Regions from separate parts of the Bos taurus genome. Here region 1 is linked to region 2. The links are chromatin contacts, called in public Hi-C maps. All regions are on one chromosome and are shown on one strand. The core of a region is the stretch at or near the end of the contact, and the rest is flanking DNA. Distances in the headings are between cores, read along the strand shown. Region 1 overlaps VKORC1L1 (vitamin K epoxide reductase complex subunit 1 like 1). Region 2 has its middle 29 kb from the start of NUPR2.

Region 1 (4,018 bases), core at 1,105-3,604, 80 kb before region 2:
ACCTTCCAATGCAGGGGACTCTGATTTGATCGCTGGTTCATTGGAAGGACTGATGCTAAAGCTGAAACTCCAGTACTTTGGCCACCTCATGCAAAGAGTTGACTCTTTGGAAAAGACCCTGATGCTGGGAGGGACTGGGGGCAGGAGGAGAAGGGGACGACAGAGGATGAGATGGCTGGATGGCATCACCGACTCGATGGACATGAGTTTGAGTAAGCTCCGGGAGTTGGTGATGGACAGGGAGGCCTGGCGTGCTGCGATTCATGGAGTCGCAAAGAGTCGGACACGACTGAGCGACTGAACTGAACTGAACTGAACTAGGGAACTAAGATCCCACATGCTATGGGGCAACTAAACATGCCAGCTGCAACTACAGAGCATGTGTGCTCTAGAGCCTGAGAGCTGCAATTAGAGAGAAGCCCATGGTCCACAACAAACAGCCTGGGCACCACAATCAAAGATCATGCACGCTGCAATGAACGGTGCTGTAACTCAGACCCAACGGAGCCATAAATAAACAAATAAAAATTAAAAGAGGAAGGGGAAAATGAGATTAGATCAGAAATCAATGAAATTGATACAGAAAAACAATAAATGGAATAAAAAGCTGGTAGCTCAGTTGGTAAAGAATCCACCTGCAATGCAGAAGACTCTGGTTTGATTCCTAGGTCAGGAAGATCCACTGGAGAAGGGATAGGCTACCCACTCCAGTATTCTTGGAATTCCCTTGTGGCTCAGCTGGTTCTTTGAAATGATCAATAAAATTGATAAATCTCTAGCTATACTTGACAAAGAGAAAAAGAAAGAGAGAGAAGATTAAAAATATCAATATCAAGGAATTCTCTGGCAGGTCAGTAGTTAGGACTCGGTGCTTTCACTGCCAAGGGCCTGGGTTTGATCCCTTGCTGGGGAATTAAGATCCCACAATTTGTGTGCTGTGGCCACACACACACACACACACAGAGCATCAAAATCAGAAATGAAAGAGAGTATATATCATTATAGGGGCTTCCCAGATGGCTCAGTGGTAAAGAATCTGCCTACCAATTCAGGAGATTCAAGAGATGCAGGTTTGATCCCTGCATTGGGAAGATCCCCTGGACGAGGAAATGGCAACCCACTTCAGTATTCTTGCCTAGAAAATTCCACGGACAGAAGCCTGGCAGGTTATAGTTCAGGGTGTTGCAAGAGCTGGACACAACTGTGTGACTGAGCACACACACACGTATCTACAAGGTACAGACACTAAAAGGATGCTACAAACTACTCTATGCCTATAAATTTGACAACTTAACTCTCCACATCTAGATGGCTGCACTATATATATATAGAAATTCTACCATATATAATACCAATATTATATCAGCACCAATTCTATACAATCTCTTCCAGAAAAGAGTAGAAGGTGCAACATTTCTCAACTCAATCATTTTATGAGACCAGAATTACTGTGATATCAAAGCCAGACAATAACATCACAACAAACAAACCAAAAAACCACTACACTCCTGAAAACAGACTCAAAGATCCTCAACAAAACACTGTAAATTCAATCCAGCAAAATACATGAAGGATAACACATCATGTCCAAAGGGGATGAATTGTGAGAATGGAAAGCTAGTTCAACATTCAAAAATCTATCAGTGTGATTCATCACATTAACAGACTAAAGGGAAAAACCACATGATGATCTCAGTAGATGCAGATAATGCACTTGACAAAACACAACATCCACTCATCATTTTTTAAACAATTATTTTATCATTCTTATTTTACGTATTTTTTGGCCATGCTGTGTGACATGAGGGGTCTTAGTTCCCCAACCAAGGATGGAACCCTTGTGCCCTACATTGGAAGTGCGGAGTCTTGAACACTGGACCACCAGGAAGTCTCCTGTTCGTGATTTTTAAAATGCCTAACAAACTAGGAAGAGAAGGGATTTTCGTTTATCTAATAAAAGTCACCTACATAAAACCTACAGCTAACATCACATTCAATGAGGAAAGACTAAATTTTTTCCCCTAAGACTAGGAACAAAATCAAAGACATCTGCTCTCAAAGGGAAAAAAAGAAAAAAAAGATGTCTGCTTGCACCACTCGTATTCAACACTGTACTGAAGTCCTAGCTGGTACAATTAGGGAAGAAAATAAAGGCATACCAATTAGAAAGGAAGAAATAAAACTCTATTTGCAAGACCACGTGATTGTCTCCATAGAAAATCCCAAGTGAGAGACTGAATATACAAAAGGACAACAGCTAGATCACATCCAAAAACAACCTTGACCCACACCCTCTGCAACAACCAGTCCAGGAAGGCAGACCGCAGCTTCTGTAGCAACTAATTCCAAACTGCCAGGCCTTGATCAATAACTGCCAGCTTCCCTAACTTTTGCCCCCACTTCCAATTTAGGACCAACCAAAGTCAAATAAGCTCCCCCCACCAACCACACAGGATGCCCTACTTCTAGTTAGGCCCGCTTCCAGCTTCCTCATGCCAACAACTTCCAATTAAGGCAACCTGAAGCTTTCCCTTCAGGTTCGTTATAAAAGTTTTCATACTCTCCTTTTAGATTTCCTTCTGATTCTGTGCCAAATGCAAGAAATGGTGGCTGATGCCCTACTTTTTTTTGGATGGTCTTCATTTATTTCCATATCAGGAGTCTACTAAAGGAAATTCCTAGAATTAACAGGTGAGTAAGTTTATGAGGTTATACAACACAAGATCAAAATAAAAAAAATCAACTGTATTTCTATACACCGTGCTGTGCTGTGCTCAGTCACTTCAGTCACGTCCGACTTTGCGACCTATGGATTGTAGCCCGCCAGGCTCCTCTGTCCATGGAGATTCCGTGATATCAAAGCCAGACAATAACATCAAAACAAACCAAAAAACCACTACACTCCTGAAAACAGACTCAAAGATCCTCAACAAAACACTGTAAATTCTATCCAGCAAAATACATGAAGGATAACACATCATGACCCACCAGGCTCCTCTGTCCATGGGGATTCCCCAGGTAGGAATACTGGAGTGAGTTGCTATGCCCTCCTCCAGGGGATCTTGCCGACCCAGGAACTGAAGTCTTATCTCCAGCATCTCCTGCATTGCAGGCAGGTTCTTTACTCATTAAGAAGAAGCCCGTATTTCTATATACTAGAAATTAATTATTGGAAATAAAACATTTAAAATGATCACCTACAATAGTACATACACAAAAATAAAGTACATAGGTACAAACCTACAATGTACATGTATTAATAGTACCTGTATGCTGAAAATTATGATAAAATAAAGAAGACCTTCCCTTGTGGCTCATCTGGTAAAGAATCCACCTGCAATGCAGGAAACCTGGGTTGGATCCCTGGGTTGGGAAGATCCCCTGGAGAAGGGAAAGGCTACCCACTCCAGTATTCTGGCGTGGAGAATTCCATGGACTATAGTCCATGGGGTCACAAAGAGTCAGACATGACTGAGCGACTTTCACATGCTGAAAAGTTATGATATAAAGAAGACCTACATAGACGGAGAAAGACTGGAAGACTCAAAACGGTTAGGATACTAATTCTGTTCAGACATTAATGCAGATTCAACTCAATTCTAATAAAAATAATAATAACAGTGAGATTTTTTTATAGATAGCGACAAAAATTTAGAACTAGAAAAAGTCAAAATATTTTTTAAAAATAATGCAACTGGAGAACACACACTAATTTCAAGATTGTTATTGTTTAGTTGCTCAGTCATGTCTGACTCTTTGTGACCCCCATGGACTGTAGCCCACCAGGCTCCTCTGTCCATGGGAATTCTCCAGTTAAGAATACAGGAGTGGTTGCCATTTCCTACTCCAGGGGATCTTCTTGACTCAGGGATCGAATCCAGGTCTCCTGACTTGCAGGCGGATTCTTTATCATCTGAGTCACCAGGGAAGCTCAAGAATACTGGAGTGGGTAGTCATTCCCTTCTCCAGGGGATTTTCCCTATCCAGGGATATAACCAGTGTCTCCTGTAAAAAGGGA
Region 2 (4,273 bases), core at 996-3,495:
GACTCCAGGTGCGCGGGCTTCCACGGCTGTGGCACATGAACTCAGCAGTTGCATCCCAGGCTCTAGGGCACAGACTCAATAGTTGTAACGCACACGCTTAGTTGCTCCTCGGCATGTGGGATCCTCCTGGATCAGGAATCTAACTCATGTCTTCTGCATTGGCGGGCGGATTCTTTATCACTGAGCCACCAGAGAAGCCCCTGTAAAGTTATTTTTAATCCACTCACTCATCTAACTACCTGTTAAACTACCTATTTGCACAGAAAGAGGTAGGAAATGATTATAACCTAGTGTTAAAAACAGTTATTTCTTGGTGGTAGGAAATTTCATGATTTGTTACTTTCTTCATTGTGCTTTTGTATTTGTTTTGATTTTTTTTTTTTTTTTTCTTTTTGCTGTGCCACAAGGCTTGCAGAATCTTGCAGACCAAGGATTGAACCCAGGCCCTCAGCAGTGAAAACGTGGAGTCCTAGTCACTGGACTTCTGGGGAATTCCCTATGCCTTAAATTTTATATAATCACAAATAATTTTTTCAAGAACAATAGTCATTCTAAAAAAAATTTAAGTTAAGTAGTCATTAAGAATGAGCTACAGGAAATATTTATTCAGCCTTATTATGTACTAAGTATTTTGCTCATATTGGCTCATCTAATCCACATATAACTGATCACGGGATGAATTATCATCTTCATTTTTCAAAAGAGGAAACCGAGGCTCATGGGTATTTGTTAATTTTTTAGAGTCACATACTAGGAAGGGCAGCGTCCGAACTTTGTCTCAATGTCAAAGTCAATGTCCCTTCTAGCAGCCTGCCTCCTCCTGGTTTTATCAAGTTTAACCCACCCCCACTGAGTGTTCATACACACACACACATTTCTGCAATAGTCCACCTGCCCGGGCCAGGAACTTGTTATGATAAGCCAAATGCAATACCCATATCCTGACCAAGGCTGTTATCCAATATCTCTATGATTCGGGAAATAGCCGGTGATCTCACCCTGACAAGGGTCATATATAGGTCTAAAGAGAAGTCGTCATCACAGGTCTATGTGAAAGGGTATGATGTTCAGATATAGCCAGCCCTCTGAGATGCTTTGCTGGAAAATGGTTGAAGTACAAAGTACTATTGACTCATGGTCACTTCTGTCCACTTTCATTAATAATGATACTTTGTACTTCTTTAGTGTTTGCCATAAGAGTGGTTTCAAAACCCTGAGGAAGCTTATCATTTCTGGGTACTTCAAATATCTTTCTTAATGACCCATGAAAAACAAGTGGCAATATGGGAATTCCCTGGCGATCCAGTGGTTAGGACTCCGCGCTTCCACTGCCAGCGCTCGATTCCTGGTTGGAGAGCTAAGATCTCACATGCTGCGAGGGGCAGTCAAAACAAAGCAAAAACAAACAAACCAAAAGCAAATGGCAATAAACGTGTCACCCATGTTTCCCAAGCCTCGCTGACACTAGCCTAGAGATGAAAAATGAGGCCACCACCAGAGTCATAAGAGAATGTCATTGGTTCTGGTCCTACCCAGCCTTCTCTCTGGGAACTCCATCTCATAAGAGCCTGAGTTGCCCAGGGTGTGTGTCGCATGTGTTCTTGGCTACCCCTCCTGCGAGGCGGCATGCTCATAACCACGTCTCCCAGCGTCGTGAGGGCCCACAGTCGCAACGACTGCCAGGGCCATGGCCCCCTTGAGGCTCCATTGCTGCCACAAGGACCCATATGCAAAGCTGACCCTACTTCCTTGTGTCCCTTTCCTTGTTTCCATAAGACAGTGGGAGTGGTGTGTGTGAACCATGAATCAGACCAGATAATTCCCTGGATGCAAACTACAATGGGGTCCCACCACATACCAGGGCCTGCGAGACACAGCAGGGTCTGGCCCCACCTGACTCTCTAACATACTCTCTATCTGGGCTATGGGCTGGAGGATGATGAAATACCTGAAAAGCAACACTTAGCCACTATTCCCATGACCCTGGCCCATTACTCTTGATGTGTGTGCCTTGGTGCTCTTTCCTCCTGATGACTCCCCTGTAAATAGACCCCAACAGCCCCACCCCAACCCCCAGGTGTGCCAACGGGTGGGTGCTGGGGGGTCTTCAGTACAGTATCCTCATCATTTTCAACACCCCCACTAAAGTCAGACCAAAAAATGTCCTTACATGGGAGTTCCCTGGCAGTCCAGTGGTTAGGACTTGGCCTGTCCACTGCCGCTGGCCTGGGTTCAATCCCTGGTTGGGCAACTAAGATCCTGCAAGCCATGCCATGCAGTTAAAAAAAAGTCAATACCATCTAAGCAAAAAGAGTGTGTTTGACAGTGAGACAAGTCAGGGAGCTGCAGCATCCTCCAAACCCAACTACCCCGAACCAAATTTCTGCCCCTGCATTTTCTGAGGCGGAGATTCTGCAGCTGCCACTAAAAAGAATGCTATGGTAAAGATATGGAAAAAAAGGACTATGGGACCTCAGACAGAAATCTCCAAAGTCAACTGGGAAAGTAAGAGAAGGTGGCACAGGTGAGAGATAGCTTTTAAGTCAAGTTCTAATGTCAAGTAAAAGACATGATGGGACTTCCCTGGTGGCTCAATGGCAAAGAATCCAACTGCCATCGAAGGAGACATGGGTTCGATCCCTGGGTTGAGAAGTTCCCACGTGCTGTGGGACAGCAAAGCCCATGCCCACGTGCCACAATTACTGAAGCTCTCCTGCCCAAGAGCCTATGCTCCGGAACAAGAGAAACCACCAGGATGAGAAGCTCGTGCACTGCAACTAGAGAGAGCTCCCACTCACGGAGACTGGAGAAGGTCCAAGTTCAGCGACAAAGACCCCGCACAGCCATAAATAAATAAATAAAATGAATCTAAAACAAACAAAAGACATCATGAAGGCTTGGTATGCCAAACTAAGCAGTTCATTTGTCCAGTTAATAAGTGGTATTCAAAATGGGCAAATACTCCCCAGGAGATTCCAAAAGTAACTGTTGCAATATGGAAAGAAAATGCCAGAACTTCTGTTCATTTTTACCTTGCACATTTTCATTTCTTTCTTTATATATTTTATCACATTTATAATTTATTACCCACTAGAATATATTAAAAAATTTTTATGAAATACAGTTGATTTACAGTGTTTCAGGTGTACAGCAAAGTGATTCAGTTTTTATTTATTTATATATACATGTGTATTCTTTTTGAGATTCCTTTCCATTATAGGTTATTACAAGACATTGAATATAGTTTCCAGTAGGTCCTTATTGCTTATCTATTTCATACCTGGTAGTGTGTATCTGCTGCTGCTGCTGCTGCTGCTAAGTCGCTTTAGTCGTGTCCGACTCTGTGCGACTCCATAGATGGCAGCCCACCAGGCTCCCCCATCCCTGGGGTTCTCCAGGCAAGAACACTGGAGGGGTTGCCATTTCCTTCTCCAATGCATGAAAGTGAAAAAATAAAGTGAAGTCGCTCAGTCGTGTCCGACTCCTAGCGACCCCATGGACTGCAGCCCACCAGGCCCCTCCGTCCATGGGATTTTCCAGGCAAGAGTACTGGAATGGGGTGCCATCGCCTTCTCCGAGTGTGTATCTACTAATCCCAAATTCCCAATTTATCCCTCCCTCCTCCAAATTCGTAACTTTAAGTAGAGTAGAATATGTATGTAACTGAAGGTACATAGACCGTGGTTGAATGCTCAAAAATGTGTCACTGATGTGTTGTAGAAACAAAGTTTGGAGACTACTGTTAGAAACAATGGGAACCCATTTGAAGAATTTAAGCTGGGGAATGACAGGATCACTTTATTTTAGTAAAAAATCACTCTGCCTGAAGTGTGGAGAATGAGTTAATAGAGGTGAAAATATAGGCAGAGGCTATAGGCTAGGAGTTATTCGAACCCTCCAAGCAAGGCCTGAACGGAAGCAGTGGGAGTGGCATGGAGAAGGGAGCGGGGGAGGGAGTAGGGGGGATGAGAAATATTCCGCAGACAGAATCCACTTGACCTAGTGATCAGTATGGGGGACAGCAGGGGAAACAAGCTTCAGATGACTCTTGGGTTTCTAGCCTCCATCAGTGAGTGGAACGAGCATCCAGGATAAAGAAATTACCTGTGAAGCAAGAGCTAGGTACTGGAGAAGCGGCTAAGATCACCAGAGTGCCAACAGGAGCACATCAGAAGCAGTAAGGAAAACTTCCTCCTGCAATGTCTCCGCAGTACCTGTGCTGACAAAGCTGGACATCTCGCTAGCTGACACAGAAAACACATTTAAAGGACCC

The links. A called contact is a pair of places that touch in the nucleus more often than the background predicts.
Region 1: a Hi-C map of liver shows a contact between it and region 2, with 2.3 times the contacts expected there. The contact joins two enhancer-like sites. A contact is called at or near these places in 3 of 11 Hi-C or Micro-C datasets (liver, skeletal muscle and skin fibroblasts).

Annotation. Positions count from the first base shown.
Region 1 is chr25:27,880,272-27,884,289 of ARS-UCD2.0, reverse strand. The region is part of intron 1 of VKORC1L1 (vitamin K epoxide reductase complex subunit 1 like 1); the gene reads right to left. Among named protein-coding and RNA genes, the nearest start is that of GUSB, 36 kb to the left of the region's middle. Within about 2 kb of position 2,354, at least 3 of the 102 cell types and tissues checked have an H3K27ac peak or open chromatin away from gene starts, as enhancers often do. A contact at or near this core is called in liver, where this site is marked.
Region 2 is chr25:27,799,678-27,803,950 of ARS-UCD2.0, reverse strand. No RefSeq gene overlaps it. Among named protein-coding and RNA genes, the nearest start is that of NUPR2, 29 kb to the right of the region's middle. Within about 2 kb of position 2,245, at least 1 of the 102 cell types and tissues checked has an H3K27ac peak or open chromatin away from gene starts, as enhancers often do. A contact at or near this core is called in liver, where this site is marked.